Linked DNA regions of Sus scrofa: region 2 is linked to region 1. A link is a contact called in public HiChIP or PLAC-seq data. All regions are on one chromosome and are shown on one strand. The core of a region is the stretch at or near the end of the contact, and the rest is flanking DNA. Distances in the headings are between cores, read along the strand shown.

What was found. HiChIP or PLAC-seq counts read pairs in DNA pulled down with a chosen protein or histone mark.
Region 2: a contact with region 1 is called in an H3K27ac HiChIP or PLAC-seq map of skeletal muscle, with 2.3 times the contacts expected there. The contact joins two enhancer-like sites. A contact is called at or near these places in 1 of 5 promoter capture datasets (liver), 20 of 47 Hi-C or Micro-C datasets (alveolar macrophages, blood, embryonic fibroblasts and 11 more) and 1 of 2 datasets of contacts at active chromatin or transcription factors (skeletal muscle).

The regions. Positions count from the first base shown.
Region 1 is chr7:3,089,329-3,095,380 of Sscrofa11.1, reverse strand. All of the region lies in intron 2 of LYRM4 (LYR motif-containing protein 4), which reads left to right. Among named protein-coding and RNA genes, the nearest start is that of PPP1R3G, 43 kb to the right of the region's middle. Within about 2 kb of position 3,715, at least 23 of the 83 cell types and tissues checked have an H3K27ac peak or open chromatin away from gene starts, as enhancers often do. A contact at or near this core is called in skeletal muscle, where this site is marked.
Region 2 is chr7:3,291,356-3,297,407 of Sscrofa11.1, reverse strand. The region is part of intron 4 of FARS2 (phenylalanine--tRNA ligase, mitochondrial); the gene reads right to left. Among named protein-coding and RNA genes, the nearest start is that of FARS2, 100 kb to the right of the region's middle. Within about 2 kb of position 3,522, at least 4 of the 83 cell types and tissues checked have an H3K27ac peak or open chromatin away from gene starts, as enhancers often do. A contact at or near this core is called in skeletal muscle, where this site is marked.

The DNA.
Region 1 (6,052 bases), core at 2,466-4,965:
TTGAAAGCAGGGACTCACCAGATATTTGCATACACTGTTCATCGCATCATTCACAGTAGCCAAAAGGAGAAGCACCCCATGCGTCCATCAGTGAATGGTGGACGCACAGAAGGCGGTACACGCATTCAGCCTCACAAAGGAAGGAAATTCTGTACAGGACACAGCATGGATGAACCTTGAAGACATTATGCTCAGAAAAATAAACCACAGAAGGACAACTCCTGTGTGAGTCCTTGTATGAGGTCCCTAGAGGAGTCACATCATGGAGACAGGATGTGCGTGGTGTTTGCCGGGACTGGGGGAAGCCCGAGGGAGAGGCGGTGCTGCTTGCGGACATGGTTTCAGTTTGGAAAGAAAAGAAAGTTCAAGGGGATGGTGGTGATGTCTGCACTACAGCCTGAAGGTAGTTGATGCCACAGAACTGTACACTTTAAAATGGCAAATTTCATGTGTATATTTTACCACAATAAAAAACAGGATTGGATTCGTTTCAAATTCTAGAGCCTTTTTGAATGGACTCAACAGGAAAATGTAGAAGAAAATCCTTGTCTTTAAAGGCAACAAGGCCCCAGGCATCGCCAGTGAACCCTGCTCAGGGAGCTCATTGCATTACCCTGAAAGCACACGGGGAGTGAATCTGCACGTGCTCGCTGCCCTCACCGTCCTCCCCGCTGCCCTCAGCGTCCTCCCCGTACTCACTCTGCTCACTGCGCCCACTGCTCTTGCTGTGCTCACTGCCCTTGCTGTGCTCACTGCACCCACTGTCCTCACAGTCCCAGGAGGGTGGTTAGCTCGGGAAGGAGGGCAGTGAGCAGGGATGAGTTTTCTTAAACAAATAGACGTTTGCTTACATTTGCCATCTATGTTTGTTTGCAATGGCTATGACTTTTTATTTGTTTTGTTTTGTTTTTACGTTTCTCCCCCTAGCTTTATTGAAGTTTGATTGGCAAATAAAAGTCGTGTGTGTTGAAGTGCAGGACAGGCTGTGTTGGTGCCTGTATACACTGTGAGAGTCCCAAGGTCCCGATGATTCCATACCCATCCCCTCACAGTCGCCTTTTCTGCTGCAGGGAGAACACGTGAGCTCTCCTCTCTAGCACATTTCAAGTGTACAATATATTGTCTTGAACTGTAGTTACTATAGAGTGGAGACGACCCTCGGGCTCCCGAACTTTCTTGTCTCATAACTCAGTTTGTACCCTTTGATCAATCTCCACCTCCCCTCCCCCACCTGGTAACCCCTCTTCTTTGTGCTCTTTGTTGCCGTGAGTTTGACTTTTATTTTCTTTTTAATTCCATGTATAAGGTGACGCCATGCAATATTTGTCTTTTGTTTGTTTGTTTGTTTTTGTTTTTCAGGGCCGCACCCACAGCATATGGAGGTTCCTAGGCTAGGGGTCCAATCGGAGCTACAGCTGCCGGCCTACACCGCAGCCACAGCAACGCCAGATCCAAGCCACATCTGCAATCTACACCACAGCTCTCGGCAATGCCGAATCCTTAACCCACTGAGCGAGGCCAGGGATCGAACCTACAACCTCATGGTTCCTAGTCACATTCATTTCTGCTGCGCCATGACGGGAGCTCCAATATTTGTCTTTTGTGTCTGGCTCATTTCACTTTGCATAATGTCCACGGGTTCATTCATGTTTTCACAAATGGAGAGGTTTTCTTCTTTTTATGTCAGAGCAGTATTCCTCTGTGTTTGAGAGTGTGTGAGTATGAGTGTTGTATGAGTACTGTGTGTGTGTTGTGTGTGTGAGTGTGTGTGTGTGTGTGCGTGCACATGTACCTAGCATTTTCTTGGTCCCTTCATCTGGGGACGGGCTCCTGGGCTGCTCCTGGGTCTTGGCTGTCACGGGCAGGGTCTGCATTGAACTCGGAGGTGCGAGATGTCCTCAAAATACTAGCTCATTTGCTTGGGGTCGATACCCAGAGGTGGGTTGCCGGCTCGTATGGCAGTTCCATGTTTAATTTTTTGGAAGCTCCGTATTGATTTTCAAAGTACCTACACCAGCTTGTTTAAATTTTTATCATGTACCCACCGCCAGCCGTCTACCTTCCATCAGAATTACACATTCGTGGCCAATGGCAAATGCCCACCTGTGCCCAGTCATGTTGTTTGAGAAAATGTTCATTTTAATATGAAACTATTTCAGTACGTCAGTACAGTGCCATTGTTATAACAAATTCACAGTAATTTCTTAATATCATCAAACATGCAGTGTTTGAATTTCCAGTTATCTCACAAATGCAGTTCTTTTCACTTTGTGTGTCTGTGCGTTGGGCTTGGGACCCCGGTGTCCTGGACCGTCTGTCTCTGACCTTCCTTCTCATTAGCGGCTGTTCCCGCGTCTCCCCGTCGGCCCTGATTTCCCTTGTAATTTAGTTCTTGTTCTTGGGTCAGGATTTTGCTGATTTATTGGGTCGCTTATCTTGTATAAAAACTGGTAGTTGGATCTTAGCTAGCTGGGTTCTTGGGCTTGGCTGGATGTTAGGCTCACCCGGGAGCGTTGCCGAATCCTGACGTTTGGAAATGAGGTAACCATGACCTTACTTATCGTCCAGCAAGTCTCCTCCAAAGGAATGGAAACAAGGACGCGTGCACAAGTGTTCACGACAGTGTTACTCACGACAGCCAGAGGTACAAACAACCCACGTGTCCTCCAGCCGAAGAGGGACAAGTGAAAGACGACGCCTGCCTGCCTGCCTGCCTGCCTGCCTGCCGTGGAAGTCAGCCTGAAAGTAATGAATCCCTGATGCGAAGTGGAAGAAGCCTGCCTGACGCAAAGGCCACATATTTTATGGTTCCGTTTATTGAAAATGTGCAGAATGGGGAAATCCAGAGGGCGTGTGGAGGCCCCTGGTGGTTGCCAGGGGCCGGGGGAGAGAATGGGCAGTGGCTGCGAATGGGTACGAGGTCTGCTCTTGGGGGGATGAGAGATCCTGGCAGCAGAGGGTGGTGATGGGTGTAGGACGCTAGGAATGTCATGAGTGCCACTGGGTGGGATACTTTAAAGTGGTCTGCACGGGGAGTTTACGCCCTGTGTTTCTCCACAACCTGTACCGTGTGACACGTGAGCGACACCCCAGACCACGTAAACGCACCCCTGAGGTGTGACTCGAGCATCAGGCTGTCCCTGAGACCCGGGTGCCGGCAGACAGCCGGGGTTCGCGCTCCTCGGCGGGTCGGGCGGTGCCGAGAGCTGTTTACCTTCCTGCTGGTCTCTCCCCGTGTCTTCTCCCTCCCGGCAGAGGGGAAACGCTGCCAGGAAGCAGCTGCCTAGAGCCACACCAAGTGTTATCTCTTATTTCAGAAAATAAAATTTGGGGAAACATCGGAAGAAGAAGGCCGTCTTGCACAGACCTGCCTGTTGTTCTGCTGGGAGAGGAAAGGGCCTAGGGCTCTGATGGCCGGGCATCCGGGGGGAGACCTGGCAGCGTGGGGACCATGGCCCCACTGGCCCCCAGCACCTGCACACACGCTCCCCCACTGCCAGAGCAGCTGTCCCGGCCTCTTCTCCAGAAAACCTGGGGCAAGGGGCCAAATAGGGCAGCGGGCCGACCCCTCGGGGCGGGAAGTGGACATTCTCCCGCTGCCTTTCCTCTCCTCGCGCTGCCCTCGGTCCCCAAGCAGCTCCGTGGGGCCCGCCTCCCCCATCTTCAGGAAGAAAGTGCCATTTCCTTTGCAAGATCCGCCTCCCCGAGCTGGGAGAGCTGGGAGAGCTGGGATCGGCCAGCCTTGGCAGAGGCGCAAGTGGGATCAGAGCAGACAGGGCGGTCCAGTTCCCTCCGCTCGGCCCGCTTCCTTTTCTGGCAAAGCCTGAGCGCCCTCGGAAACCGCTGGCCAGAGATGCATGAGGCCCAGTCCTCCGCGCGGCCCAGGGCACCTGGCCTGTGCTTCGCCCGGCTCAGCGCCCATCGCCCCAAACTCCCATTTCCGAAGGGGTGGGGGGCTCCTGCAGCCGAGGCGCAGTAAACCTGGGTGGGAGCTGCGTCTCCGTCTGTCTCGGCCTCTTGCAGCCCAGCCTCGGTGACCCGGGGACTCTGCCGTTGACTAGCGTGGCGTTTCTCCGTAAAATATTAACTGGGAAGAACAGAAGCATCTGCTTGAATGGTGCGGGACGCCGCCCTAAAACAAGAACTGGGAAAAATAGGAGAGGAAGTGTGTTGTAGTAAAAGATGACAGATGTTGGTCTCCGCCAGATCCGCCCCCAGCGACCCTTCTCGGTTCGTCCCCAGCCCGGGAGCTGCCGTGTCGTCCCCCCCGCCCGCGCCCGACCCCCTACGCCCACTTAGCTCTGAGTTGTGAACGTACATACATATATTTATAAAGATGGCAGGTTTTATCGTCAGAAGACCTGGGTTGGGTTGTGTCAGCTCCGTAAGCCGCGTGCCAGCTGTGAAAGTGTAGCCAGAGCACTAAACTTCCCTGCTTCTGCATGTACTCATCCTGAGGTGTGGGCCTTATGTAGAGATGGGCTGTCGGTAAAAATTAAGTGGGAAACCAAGACGTTCGGCCACTAAGCCTGGCACCTGCCCAGTGAGTGTGTCTCTCAAGGATAGTCGGTTCAGCAGGTAAAGCAGGTGAGCTCACCTTTAATCCCGGAGAACTGGGGTTACCAGCTGGGATGCCTTCTCTCCCCGCTCCGGGGGGGTCCTGAAAGCCACAAGAGTCGGGTACAGTCATGGAAACTTGCTTGAGGTTAAGCCAGGTCAGAATTTCCGATCCGCTAACGAATCCTGATCTGTCAGCTGGGCGGCCGCGACCACTTGAAGCAAAAGGTGTGAGTCCGGGACGGGGTGATGATTGCGGCCTGATGATGACTTGTGCCCAGCTCTTTCTTTTCCACTCAAATTCTATCTTCCAGGCCCTTAAATATTCTACAGGGTCGTTTTTAAGGACTGCATATTAAGGATGTTCTTTAAGAGGAAGTTGTGGGCAATTCTGAGGCAGCTAATTCAAAAATCTAACAAGAAGTAAATTAACCTGAGAGGTGGAGAGCTTTTTAAGACTTTCTCTGGCCAAGTCCTTGAAGGCTCTGCTCTGTTCTCTTTCGGAAGACGACCGTCAGCGTTCCCACAGGAGTGGGTTTTGATGAATGTCCCCTTTCATTTCTCGTAGTCCCAGCTTGATGAGTTTAGCTACTGTCTTTATTTAGCGCATGGGGGTTTCAGCTGCTCCGTCTTTTTGGCAGATGTTGGTGATTGTTCAGTTTAGTGCTTCTTAGACTCAACCCCGCCTCATATTAATACAAACTGGCCTTTTTCCCCCAGAACACGCCTAGCACACCCTGATACATCCCTCCACTTGCAGTTTGTTTTAGGAGTTTTGTCTTGTTTGTTATCATTCCCAGTTAGTCCTGCCACGTTTCATTTAATGGCTGATAGAGTTGATTTCATTCCTTCATCTCATTCTGTTATTTATTAGGCTTTGTTTTCTTTTCTTCGCCTCTTTATTTTTATTGGTTTTACCAAGTAGCTCTTCATTCCTTCTCCCCTCTTGTGATTAGTGTGGGAGGTCCGCTTTGCTACTCTTTGACAATTGCCTTCTATAGCCTGATGCTTGTAATTAGAAGCATATATTTTTACAGATATTTGCAAAAAGATAATGTTTTTTCCATCAAGACACTCTGTCTCCCAACATGTGTAAATTTCGTCAGTAAGTCTGTTCCCTACCAGCAGTTTCTCCCAGAGTCTAAGCGCTCTAGCTGCGCTGTTCCTCTGCCTCTGCCAGCAGCTTTGTGTTACAGGCGGCCGTTTGGGTCAGATGTTTTCTGTCTGGCTCCTAGATTCCCTTAACTCTTACTGTTAGTTTTCCTTTGTCATCTCACTGGGGTTCAGGGCTGTTGTCAGCCTGCCTGCATGGCCGCAGTTCCGGAGGTGACACAAGGAGAATGTTCCCTACCCCCGGGGACCAGTGCCAGAGTGGTGACAGCAGGTTCCCAGGTCCTCTTAATACAGTCCCAGCTCGGGGACACCCCCTCCTGGACCAACAGAGCTCTCTGTCAGCCAGATCCCTGGGGTCCACCTTCCTCCCCCAGCCACAGTC
Region 2 (6,052 bases), core at 2,273-4,772, 200 kb before region 1:
CTTTTCTTCCAACCCAAGCAGAGAGGGAACCTACCCTCGTCCACAGATCCCAGGGTTTCCAGGACGCCTGTGTGTCGACCGCCTACAAGGAGGTACAGCAGGTACAGTCCTGGCACCTTACTTATCCTGATGAAAATATCTCCAAAATGGTGCTGTTCCCACTGTGGCACAGCAGGTTAAGGATCCGGTGTCATCTCTGTGGCAGCGCTGGTCCTCAGCCTGGCCCAACAAGTGCAACCAGGCCCAACACCAAATGCAACCACCAGAGCTCTGGAGCTTACAGAACCCATCAGCAGTGCCCCTGGAGGGTGGGGAGTAAGGGGTGAGGGGGTAAGGGGGGTGGGGGGTGAGGTTAGTGGGGAGGGGGCTTGGAGGGTGGTGGCAATGGGGTGGAGGGTAAAGGTTGGGGGTGGGGAGGGGGGTAATGGGGTTGGAGGATGGGGCAGAGGCAGGAGGATGGAAGGTAAAGGTTGTGGGGTGGGGAGTGGGGGTAATGGGGAGGTGGCAGTGGGATGGGGGTGGAGGCTAGTAGGTGGTGGGGTAGGGTGGGAGGTGGGGAGGTGGGGGGGTGGGGGTGAGGGGGTGGGAGGTGAGGGGGTGAGGGGTTGGGGTGGAAGGTGGTGGGAGGTGGGGGTTGGGGGGGAGGTGGAGGGAGGCGGGGGCTGGGGTGCGAGGTGGGGGGGCTGGGGGGGTGGGAGGTGAGGGGTCGGGGGAGGGGGATTGGGGTGGGAGGGGTGGGGGGGGCAAAACGCTGGTCCTTTTCACTCCCGCCCAAGGCGTCTTTGGAGGTGGGAGCCGCGGGAAGGGCCTTGTGTCCCTGGACCCGGAGCTGCCCACGGCGGAGGCCGGCCCCAAGGGAGCGGCCGCTGAGGCCACCTGCGGCCCCGTCAGCCCAGGTGCTGGGACGGAAGCTGGGAGGGCATCTCCGGGACAACCAGGAGCCTGTTTCGCCCCACAGGGAAGAGGAGCCGGAGGTGCGCGCAGCGGCGGAGGCTCACGCCGCTTCTCCTTCTAGACGGGCTTCATCGACCCGAGGCCAGCGCTTCCTAAAGCGAAACTCCAGGGACGACAAGGACACGGGACACACTGGACACAGGGACGCTGTGCCAAAGGCGGGCTGTAAGCCCCGGAGGGCAGAACGGGAAAGGAAACGTGGGCAATCCCGATGCGCCGAAGGCAGGACCTGCTAAAGGGGGCGCCGGACAGTGGGGCAACGACGTCAGCGAGCTGACAGCGAAGAGGTGGCTCAAGGTGACCTTCTCTCGTTCCCACTCGACACGGACAACCTCTCTGAGCACAGCCTTAGGAGACGGTGCAACCGGAGTGTTAGCAGAAAATAATAAGCCTCGCTGGCGGGGGGAAGGAAGCTGAAGCTACAGCAGCTGTAATGACAAACTGCCACAAGGAAACAGGGCGCCCTCATGGTTAATCTTGCCTTTCAAGAACAAAGGAGCACAGCACGAATAACTGAAAGGAGTAAAAAGCTTACACTATGAAAACAAATAGAAAAAGAGTCGGGGAATACTTCTGCGGCCTGCGGAAGCCATGCCTATTCATTCGCTAATTAAAGAAAGACTGAATTTGAAGTTTCTAAGTGATCTTTGGTGTCTGCCCCGAGCTGGCTTCAGGGTGGCCTAGGAGAGCCAGGAGGCAACAGCCAGGGGAGGGCTGATTTTTTTAACATCACAGCTTTGGTAGGTCTCACAGCCTCAGCAATATTATGGAAGTGATTTCTTTTTCTCCTTTCCAAAGAGCTGTCTAACCTGGGTTCAGAAATTACAACGACGGGGCTCACAGAAGCCAAGCATATTCTACCGGATGAAGAAACAAGGACCTCCTGTACAGCACAGGGAACTACATTCCAGCTCCTGGGAAAGGCTGTAGGAAAAGAATATGGAAAAGAAGGTGCGTGTGTGTGTGTGTGTGTGTGTGTGACTGAGTCGCTCTGCTGTACGGCAGGCATTAACACAACACCGCAAATCAGCTATACTTCAATACGATTTTTAAAGCATTTTAAATAAAAAAAAGTTTTTGGCGTTCCTCTTGTGGCTTAGAGGAAACTGGAATCTGACTGGTGTCCATGAGGACACAGGTTCAATCCCTGGCCTCACTCAGTCGAGCTGCTGTGGCTGTGATGTGGGCCAGCAGCTGTAGCTCCAATTCGACCCCTAGCCTTGGAATCTCCACATGCCACAGATGCGGCCCTACAATACAAAAAATAAATATATATTTATTTACATATGTATTTCCATGTATGTATTTATAAACTTATATATATTTATATACTTAAATATATATAAATATATATTTATATACATGTATTTATAAATGTCAAGTCATTTAAAATACACACACACACACACATATATATATATATATATATTTTTTTTTTTTTTTAAACGATGGGGCCCAGATGGGGCCTCAGATGTTCCCAGGCTGTGTGATAGTCACGCGGTGTTTGCGTGCTCAGCGTCCAGGTGCCCTCAGCCCACAAAGGAGATGATGGCAACACCTACATCACAGACGGAAGCCGCAGCATAACGTCCCTGGAAAGTGCTCCGTGCGGCCAGCGACACTGTTGATTATCGCCTCTGCCACCGTCTTGACTGTGGCTGCTATTTCTCTAAGTGACATCCAGACTGCTTGTCCAGAGACATGTTTCAGCATCCGGCACCCTCCCACCCCAAAGAAAACAATTAAATGACCCCCTGGAACTCCTGAAGTCAGAGCCTGGCAGGTCCTTCCAGAGAAAGGAAGAGACAGCCAGGCCCCAGGGTGCAGCCAGCACGCAGCATGGGTCCCGGGCGAGCACACAGCACGTTTGGTGTAACACCCTCAACCTCAGGGTCAAAAACTGGGCCTGCCTGGGCCCCTTCCCACCGCCCAGCTTCTCCCCGGGAAGCACCTCAGCAGATGCCACAAACACACAACACCCGTCCAGCAACGGCTCCTCCAGCAGCACACACGGCACAGGGCATGGGGCTGGGCAAGGGAAGCGGGGAGTGGGCCTTGTAGGATTTTCGGGGGGTTTGGCTACTGGGTGAACGGGGTTACAAATGATCTCATGTCTGGAAGGAAGGAAAAAAATAAAAGATTTTAGCGCAGAGGGACAGGGCCTCTTCTCCCAGGAGGTGCGTGTTTGACCTTGATGCCAGTCCGCAATTCTGCTGACTCGCTGTTACTAACAACAAGCACATGTGAAGATTTATGAAAGAGAAGTTCTCCCCTGTAATGAAATCGAACACCTCAAAGTCTAGGCCAGTAGTATTCTAAAAATAAAGCCAACCCACCTGAGGCCCCAGGCACCTCAGGGATCAGCCAAAAAAAAAAAAAGAGGGCACTGCTACGAAGCACCAGCCGTTTTTGTTCTCACTCCTCTGGGAACACACCTGCCCTACAGCTGCCACTGCCAAATGCTCCGGGCAGCACTCAGATGCTTGATCACTGCCCCTTCCCAAGACCCTGCAACTAGGAGCAGCTGGTGCAGCACCTCCTGTGCGGGCTATGTGGGACAGGGTGCTTCTTGTGTGGTCAGCAGTTGGCAGGGACAAACCACTGCCATTATCTCTGACTCCAGAGGTGGGTGTGGCCTGCCACCACTAGGGGGCCGAGAACAGGCAGCACTTGAGGCCGAAATCACCTCAAGGGCACCACAGAGGAAGGCAATGTGACTGAACACCACCTGTTGATGTTGCTGCACCCCTGGGAGCACACCGGCCCTGCTGCTGCCACTGACGAATGCTCCAGGCAGTGCCCACATGCTCCATCTCTGTCACCTCCCAGGATCCTAAAACTTGGAGCGGCCTGTGCAGCAATGGATAAAAAAGCTAAAGCCTACAGTTTGCTGTCTACAAAAGACTCGCCTTACGGCAAAGGACACATATAGATTGAAAGTGAAGGAATGGGAAAAGATATTTCACGCCAATGAAAAGACAGGAAAGCAGGAGTTGCAACACTCATATCAGACAAAACAGACTTTAAAATGAAGGCCATGAAGAAAGACAAAGAAGGACACTATTTAATGGTAAAAGAATCCATTCAAGAAGAGGACATTAGAATCATCAATATATATGCCCCTAATATACAAGCACCCAGATATCTCCAACAAATACGAACAGACATAAAAGGAGAAATTGATGGGAATACAATCATAGTAGGAGACTTTCACACCCCACTCCCATCAGTGGACAGACCCTCTAGACAGAACATCAGTAAGGCAACAGACACTCTAAATGAAACAATAGAAAAGTTAGACTTAGTTGACATTTTCAGGACATTACATCCAAAAAAATCAAAATAAACATTCTTCTCAAGTGCACATGGACCATTCTCAAGGATTGATCACATACTGGGGCACAAAGCTAAACTCAACAAATTTAAGAGCATAAAAATTATTTCAAGTATCTTCTCTGACCACAACAGCATGAAACTAGAAATCAACAAAAGGAAAAGAAATGAGAAAAAAAATTATTACATGGAGACTAAAGAACATGCTACTAAAAAACCAATAGGTCAATGAGGAAATCAAGACGAAAATTTAAAAAATACCTTGAGACAAATGATAACGAAGATAGAATGACTCAAAATCTATGAGATGCCACAAAAGCAGTGCTGAGAGGGAAATTCATAGCAATACAGGCCTTGCTCAAAAAAGATGAAAAAATCAGAGCTCCTGTCGTTGCACAGTGGTTAATGAATCCGACTAGGAACCGTGAGGTTGCGAGTTTGATCCCTGGCCTTGCTCAGTGGGTTAAAGATCTGGCGTTGCCATGAGCTGTGGTGTAGGTTGCAGACACAACTCGGATCTTGCATTGCTGTGGCTCTGGCATAAGCTGGCAACTACAGCTCCGATTGGACCCCTAGCCTGGGAACCTCCATATGCCACAGGAGCAGCCCAAGAAAATGACAAAAAGACAAAAACAAAAAAAGAAGAAAAATCTCAAATCGACAACATAACCCACCACCTAAATGAATTAGAAAAAGAAGAACAAACAAAACCTAAAGTCAGCAGAAGGAAATAAATCATAAAGATCAAAGAGGGAATCAATAAAATAGAGATTAAAAAAAAGAAGAAATCAATAAAACTACGAGCTGGTTCTTTGAAAAAGTAAACAAAATTGACAAACTTCTGGCCAGACTCACCAAGAAGATGAGAGAAAAAACCCAAATAAACAAAATAAGAAATAAAAAAGGAGAAATCACAGTGGATACTGCAGAAATACAAAAAAAACATGAGAGAATACTATGAACAATTGTATGCCAACAAATTTGACAACCTAGAAGAAATGGACAACTTTCTAGAGACTTACAGCCTGCCAAAACTGAATCAAGAAGAAAGAGATCAACTGAACAGACCGATTACTACAAATGAAATTGAATACGTAATAAAAACACTCCCTACAAATAAAGTCCCGGGCCAGACGGCTTCACAGGTGAATACTACCAAACATACAAAGGGGAACCATCTTCTTAAACTTTTCCAAAAGGTTGAGCAAGGAACATTCCCAAAGACATTCTATGATGCCACCATCAACCTAATCCCAAAACCAGACAAGGATACCACCAAGAAAGAAAACTATAGGCCAATATCTTCGAGGAAAATAGGTGCAAAAATTCTCAACAAAATGTCAGCCAACTAAATCCAACAGTGTATCAAAAAGATCATACACCATGACCAAGTGGATTCGTCCCAAGTTCACAAGGATTGTTTGACATATGCAAATCAAACAATATCATATACCACTTTAACAAAAGTCAAAAACCACATGATCATCTCAACAGATGCAAAGAAAGCATCTGACAAAGTCCCAACATCCATTCATGATAAAAACTCTTAAAAAAGTGGCTATAGAGGGAACATACCTTAACATAATTAAAGCCATTTATGACAAACCCACAGCAAATATAATACTCAATGGAGAAAAGCTGAAAGCCTTCCCACTAAAATCTGAAACAATTCAAGGATGCCTACTCTCACCACTTTTATTCAAAATAGTATTGGAAGTCCTAGCCACAATAATCAGACAAACAAAAGAAATAAAAGGTATCCAAA